Linked DNA regions of Sus scrofa: region 1 is linked to region 2. A link is a contact called in public HiChIP or PLAC-seq data. All regions are on one chromosome and are shown on one strand. Each heading gives the region's core, a stretch centred on a gene start, on an enhancer-like site or on the middle of the called end of the contact. The rest is flanking DNA. Distances are from core to core; before and after follow the strand shown. Region 1 holds the start of SPTSSA (serine palmitoyltransferase small subunit A). Region 2 holds the start of EAPP (E2F-associated phosphoprotein).

Evidence for each region. HiChIP or PLAC-seq counts read pairs in DNA pulled down with a chosen protein or histone mark.
Region 1: an H3K27ac HiChIP or PLAC-seq map of alveolar macrophages shows a contact between it and region 2. The contact joins the promoter of SPTSSA here to the promoter of EAPP in region 2. A contact is called at or near these places in 3 of 47 Hi-C or Micro-C datasets (epiblast stem cells, heart right ventricle and skeletal muscle) and 2 of 2 datasets of contacts at active chromatin or transcription factors (alveolar macrophages and skeletal muscle).

Annotation. Positions count from the first base shown.
Region 1 is chr7:65,301,528-65,304,227 of Sscrofa11.1, forward strand. SPTSSA (serine palmitoyltransferase small subunit A) reads left to right here and starts at 1,360. Exons shown (of 2, transcript XM_001926473.3): 1 at 1,360-1,580. The coding sequence starts at 1,364.
Region 2 is chr7:65,238,675-65,241,668 of Sscrofa11.1, forward strand. EAPP (E2F-associated phosphoprotein) reads left to right here and starts at 1,535. Exons shown (of 6, transcript XM_001928370.5): 1 at 1,535-1,716. The coding sequence starts at 1,643. The region is part of intron 3 of LOC110261577 (a long non-coding RNA gene); the gene reads right to left.

The sequences.
Region 1 (2,700 bases), core at 110-2,609, 63 kb after region 2:
GTCACAGACATGGCTTGGATCTGGCGTTGCTGTGGCTGTGGCACAGGCCAGCAGCTGCACCTCCCATTTAACCCCTAGCCTGGGAACCTCCACATGTAGTGGGTGTGGCCCTAAAAAGACAAAAACAGAAAGCAAGCAAACAAAAAAACCCAGAAGACTTTTACAATACCAATTTCATTTTCTCTGGGCTATCATAGCATTCTACACATAACATAAAAATACCCTTTACAACAATTCACTGTAATCCGTTAACTTGCTTCTCTTCCCTGGTAGACCAGGTAATTTATGAAGGCAGATCTCAGTCTGTCTGTCTTTCTATCCCTTATGTTTAGCTCGACAGCAGTCTAAATGCATAAATAGTTATCAACCAGTAAAGTTTTAAAAGTTTAAGCAAAAGGCTATTTAGAAAACTTTTAACATTTCAATGACAGGCCATTTAATTATCTCACTAACTGTGCGTCTTCATTCCTGAAGGTGAGTGCATTGTTGCTGGCTCATTTGCCAGTGGAAAAACCTGAACATTTAAGGGCAAATCTCCTGGAGGTACCTGCCTACAGACAGACTGCAAGCGGCCTGTCGCCTGCAGAACCCACAAGATCTGCGTCTTTCTCCTGGCCTTGACCTACATAGCACCTAGAAACACTAAAAGAAGTGAACAGATAGATGTATTTAGGGTAATCTCTTTTGTCTTTAGGTTCAGGAATGCACAGATGTCGGTCTATGTGGGTGTTTTTGTGTGTCTGAGTGCATGTGTGCATGGGGAGGGAGGAAGAGGGTCAAGGGTTCATCTCTTTTTCTCAGATGCCTTCCCTAACTTCGTTGACCGGGTTCTATTCACCTCTGCATCCTCTCCGAGCACCTTATTCTCCTTCTCTGCACTGATCACAGCTCTGATTGCATGTGTGTGCTGACCGCTTGTCTCCCTCGCTAGATGGTAAACCGTACCCGACGAGGTAAGGAACGTATTACGTTCCTGTTCACACTAGTAATCCTCCAGCCCAGTAGGACGCCTAAGGCATCACTGGTATTTCACAAATATTTCTTCGACCCTTGTTTCTGGGCAAGACTTGGGTGGACCCACCGTACAAGGGAGCCAGCGCCCGCCCCCAGTGGGCACAACGCCCCGCCCACCAACTACCGCTCGAGGCTGGGCCGGGCGGGGCCCGGCGGGGCGCTCTCGCGGGGACAGTTCTCCGGCTCGCGTGGGCGCGGCCCGGGGAGGGCGGAAACACCGAGGGGGCGGACACGGCGCGAGGCCGAGGCCTGGCCAATGAGCGCCGGCAGGGCGGGGCTCGCGGCCGGCGGTCCGAGCGCGCGCGGAGCTGGGCGTGCCCACGGGTGACGCGCCGGGCCGGGCGGGCCAATGGGCGCGGGGTGGCGGGCGGGCGGGCCTGGTGGCCGGGGGTTTAGGGCGCGCACGGGAGGCCGGCCGGACAGACTGACGTTCAGCTGCAACGCGGGTGGCGGTTTGTCCGGGATGGCGCTGGCGCGGGCCTGGAAGCAAATGTCCTGGTTCTACTACCAGTACCTGCTGGTCACGGCGCTCTACATGCTGGAGCCGTGGGAGCGGACTGTGTTCAGTATCCTGCCCGGGCCTCGGGGCCCGGTGGGGGCGCGGAGCCGGGGCCGCATCCTCCCGGGGCCCAGGCCCTGGAGGGCTGGGTGGTAGGGGGGCGGCGGGAGGGCGGAGAGGCGGCCCCGCGGGAGCCGCGCACCGACTCGTTTCTTCGTGGCGGGCACGCGGAGCCGAGGTCTCGGCGCCGAGGGTGACGCTCCTGCGGTGGTGGGGGGTGGGGAGGCGGCGGGAACTCTTGAGATCCGAGGTCGCGGATGAGTCACTTGACCCGAAATAGAAGCGTCTTTATTAGTGGAGGAGATTCCCCTCCGGCGATGTGTGCCTGGTGTGCCTACCCTTGCACTTCAGCCGTGGCATCCTTTGGTTCAGTCTCCTGTTCTTGTGGGAGGTGTAAGTGGAGCAGATTGCTCCCGGCTCGGACGGCTTTGACCTTTAACTGTCCCTGATTTACCTGGCTTTAGTTCTAATGAAAATGCTAACCAGTTTATCAGCTTTTAAATCCGGTTGTGAATTTGTGTTCATGGCGTCCCAATATAGTTTTAGAAAGCAATTTTTTAAATTGTACCTATTTGGTCTTCATGATGGTTAGTTTAAAAAGTGCATTCTACTCGTTAATTTGCCATTTGCACAGTTCTTAGCAGTCAAGCTCGAAAGGAATTTGTGGTTAGTTGTAGGTAGTGTTTGAAACCGTTTAATAGATCGCCAATAACTACTTGTCCGACTATTGAGCGTTTACTGTGAGCCAAGCAACTCTGCTAAGCAGTTTGCCTGTTATCTTAAGGCATCTAACTTTCATAACCTCAGTTAATAACTCAAGGTTGTGAAGAAATGCTTCCCGAAGTGTCTCCACTTGTCTGTGTTGAGATCCTTTGATATTATTCTAGAATAAACACTAATAATTAGATGTAACTTTTTTTTTTTTAACTTGGGGGCCAATGAGGAACATAATTTACGTAGCATGCTTGCTTCCTATAGGGCCTCTCCTCTTCAATGTGGTTTAGTTTGGAGTAGCTTCAGAACAACTTTGAACAACTTTGCAAATGCATTATTGCATTGTGGTAGAATGACTGAGGTAATTTCATTCCAAGGCTTAATCAGTGTGTTTATTTATATTAAACAGGCAT
Region 2 (2,994 bases), core at 285-2,784:
TTGTTCACAGTAAAGCTATACTGGTAGACAATAGCATTGTTAGGAGAGGGAACAAAAACAAAACAAGGCTGTCAATTAAGAGCCTATTCAATAGTCAAGGTGAGGGGTGAGGAGGTGGAATGTAGATGAGAGAAAAGTTGCTAAGAGATCTGCAGTACTTGGGACCTGGGGCTCATGGAGGGGCAGAGAAATGAATCAATCAGTTCCAAGACTTCTGGTCTATGGCACTTGTGAGGATGGAGGAAGCAGCCAAGGGCAGAAATTTTTTTTTTTAAATATACGACTTTTTTTTTTTTTTGCTTTTTAGGGCGATATTTGCCGCATATGGAAGTTCCCAGGCTAGGGGTCTAATTGGAGTTACAGCTGCCGGCCTACACCACACCCACAGCAAAGCAGGATCTGAGCAGTCTCTGAGACCTATACCATCGCTCATCATAGCTCATGGCAACCCCCATCCCCGACCCACTGAGCGAGGCCAGGGATTGAACCCACATCCTTCAGGGATACTGCTCAAATTGTTTCCTCTGCCCCCAACAGGAACTTCCAAAGGCAGAAACTGGGTCATAGGTAGCTATTTGTGAGGTATAAGAATGGGATGGAAAGATGCTGAGCTGAGTTGGGCTGCACTGACTGAATTGTCAGCGCTGCAACAGGCGGAGATATGGAGCAAAGCAATTGGAAAACCGGCAGTGCATGGGGGAGAAGGCAAAGATTAAATAAGACCGGGTAGTCATCTGATTAGAATCAAGAAGAGGGGAGAGCTGTTGGTAAGGAGGCAGGCCTGGAGTATAGGCCTACAGAAAAAGGGGAGGAAAATGTCTTTTTTGGTTTTTTGTCTTTTAGGGCCTCACCCACGGCATATGGAGGTTCCCAGGCTAGGGGTCCAATTAGAGTTACAGCCGCCAGCCTAGGCCACAGTTACAGCAACGCGGAATCCGAGCCCCATCTGCGACCTACACCACAGCTCACTGCAACGACAGATTCTTAAAGCACTAAGCGAGGCCAGGGATCGAACCTGCAACCTCATAGTTCCTAGTCACACTCCTTTCCGCTGCGCCACAATGGGAACTTCTTTCTTTCTTTCGGGACGGAAAAGAGGCCAAGTAAAGGCAATTACTTAGGTGACGACCTCGCAACTTTTCGGTAGGTAGTCGGTAGGGCAGAGGTCAGACTGAGAAGTGAGCAGTGTGAGGGAAAGGCAGTCTCACGTGAAAAGAAGGCATAAGGACTTCAGGAGAGAAGGTTGGGGACATCGGGTGCTACTGTCTGGAGACCTACTGGCCCCGATCTCAGGCTACAATTCCTCAGCACACAGATGTTGGCGTTTTCTCGTCATAACGTGACACACTGCAAGTACAGGGCTAATCTCAGAGACTGCCACTTCTGAGGGTGCCGACTGTAACTTCGTAATAATAATAATGAATAAGAAATAAGGAAGCGGGTTCCTAGGAAGCAGAAGCTGCAGGGCGCAGCAGCAGGACACTGGGACGCTCCCCTTTCCCCACCCCTTGCTGGGATGGTCTGCGCAAGCGCGCAGGAAGTGCTGGCGGAAGTGGTGTAGGAGCGCTTTAGGGAAGGGACCGGCGGAGTAAACAGATATCCTGTCGACGCCTGAGGACGGTGTTGGTGGGTGCAGGCCACCATGAACCGCCTCCAAGGTGACTACGACCCCTACGCAGTTGAAGAACCTAGCGACGAGGAACCGGCTTTGAGCAGGTGGGCCCCTGCCCCGCCCCGGCCCTCGAGGCTTCGACCCCCCCCCCTCAGTGCGCTTGCCGGGCAGGTGCAGACGCTCGGCCCGGCGGTTCGGACGCCCGTCGCTCCCTGCTGTCACCAGTGGGACGCCGAGGGGGTTCTGGTGTGTTCGCGCAGCCACCGGGGAGGCGGGGCCGACACACGCGCGGGGAAGGGGCGTATTCTGGAATTATGCGTAAGATTCAAAAGCTGTGAGATGGAATCTTGCTTCTGCATCTTACTAGCACTGTGACCGAAGGAAAGCACTTATCTTCGATTTCTCATCCATAAAAAGGAAGTATAGTAAGTATATCAGAGATATGTTAAGCTCACGGGACTTACTGTGAAGTGACCATCATGAAGAATAAACTGCTGTAAACAGAAATAAGGGAATATTTAACTTTTTTTTTGAGCATCTAATATATGCTTGGTTTGGGCGACATAGGTCAATCATAAGATTTTTTGTCTTCTATAGGCCTACGGTAAAGTAGGGGAAATAAGATACTTATTTTGGAAGATGTATGCTTGGGAAATAAATGTGTTTCTCCAAGAGTACTGTAGGAAAAGATGACCTCGGATAGTCACAGATTAAGTACCGTGGGAATTTCCAGGAGGGAGGGGTTAATCTTGTCTGGGGGAAATTTGCAGTTATGTTGACGAGAGATTTCCAGGCACTTTTAGCCATTTTTTAAAACTGTCAGAAGATCTTGTTCATAAACCTTATTATTTTTTACTTTTTAGGGCCGAACCTGCGGCATATGGAGGTTCCCAGACTAGGGGTCCAGTCGGAGCTACAGCTGCTGGCCCACGCTACAGCAACGCAGAATCTGAGCCTGTCTTCGAGCGACCTACACCACAGCTCGCGGCAACACCAGATCATTAACCCACTGAGCAAGGCTAGGGATCGAATATGAAACCTCATGGTTCCTAGTCGGGTTTGTTTCCGCCATGCCACAACTGGAACTCTCATTCATTAACTTTAAGACATTCTGTGGGACTAAGCTTTCCGTGAAACTGCCTTTCCTTTAGTTGCAGTGTTTACTTATGTTACCCTGTGGAGGGGTTAGAGGTATGGGAGGTTGAGCTGCTGTGAAGATTTCTGTTGTGGGGAGTGAGGATGGAGTCCAAGAATCAGGAGTTCCCATCATGGCTCAGTGGAAACGAATCCAACTAGGAACCATGGGGTTGAGGGTTCGATCCTTGGCCTCCCTCCGTGGGTTGTGGATCTAGTGCTGCCGTGAGCTGTGGTGTAGGTTGAAG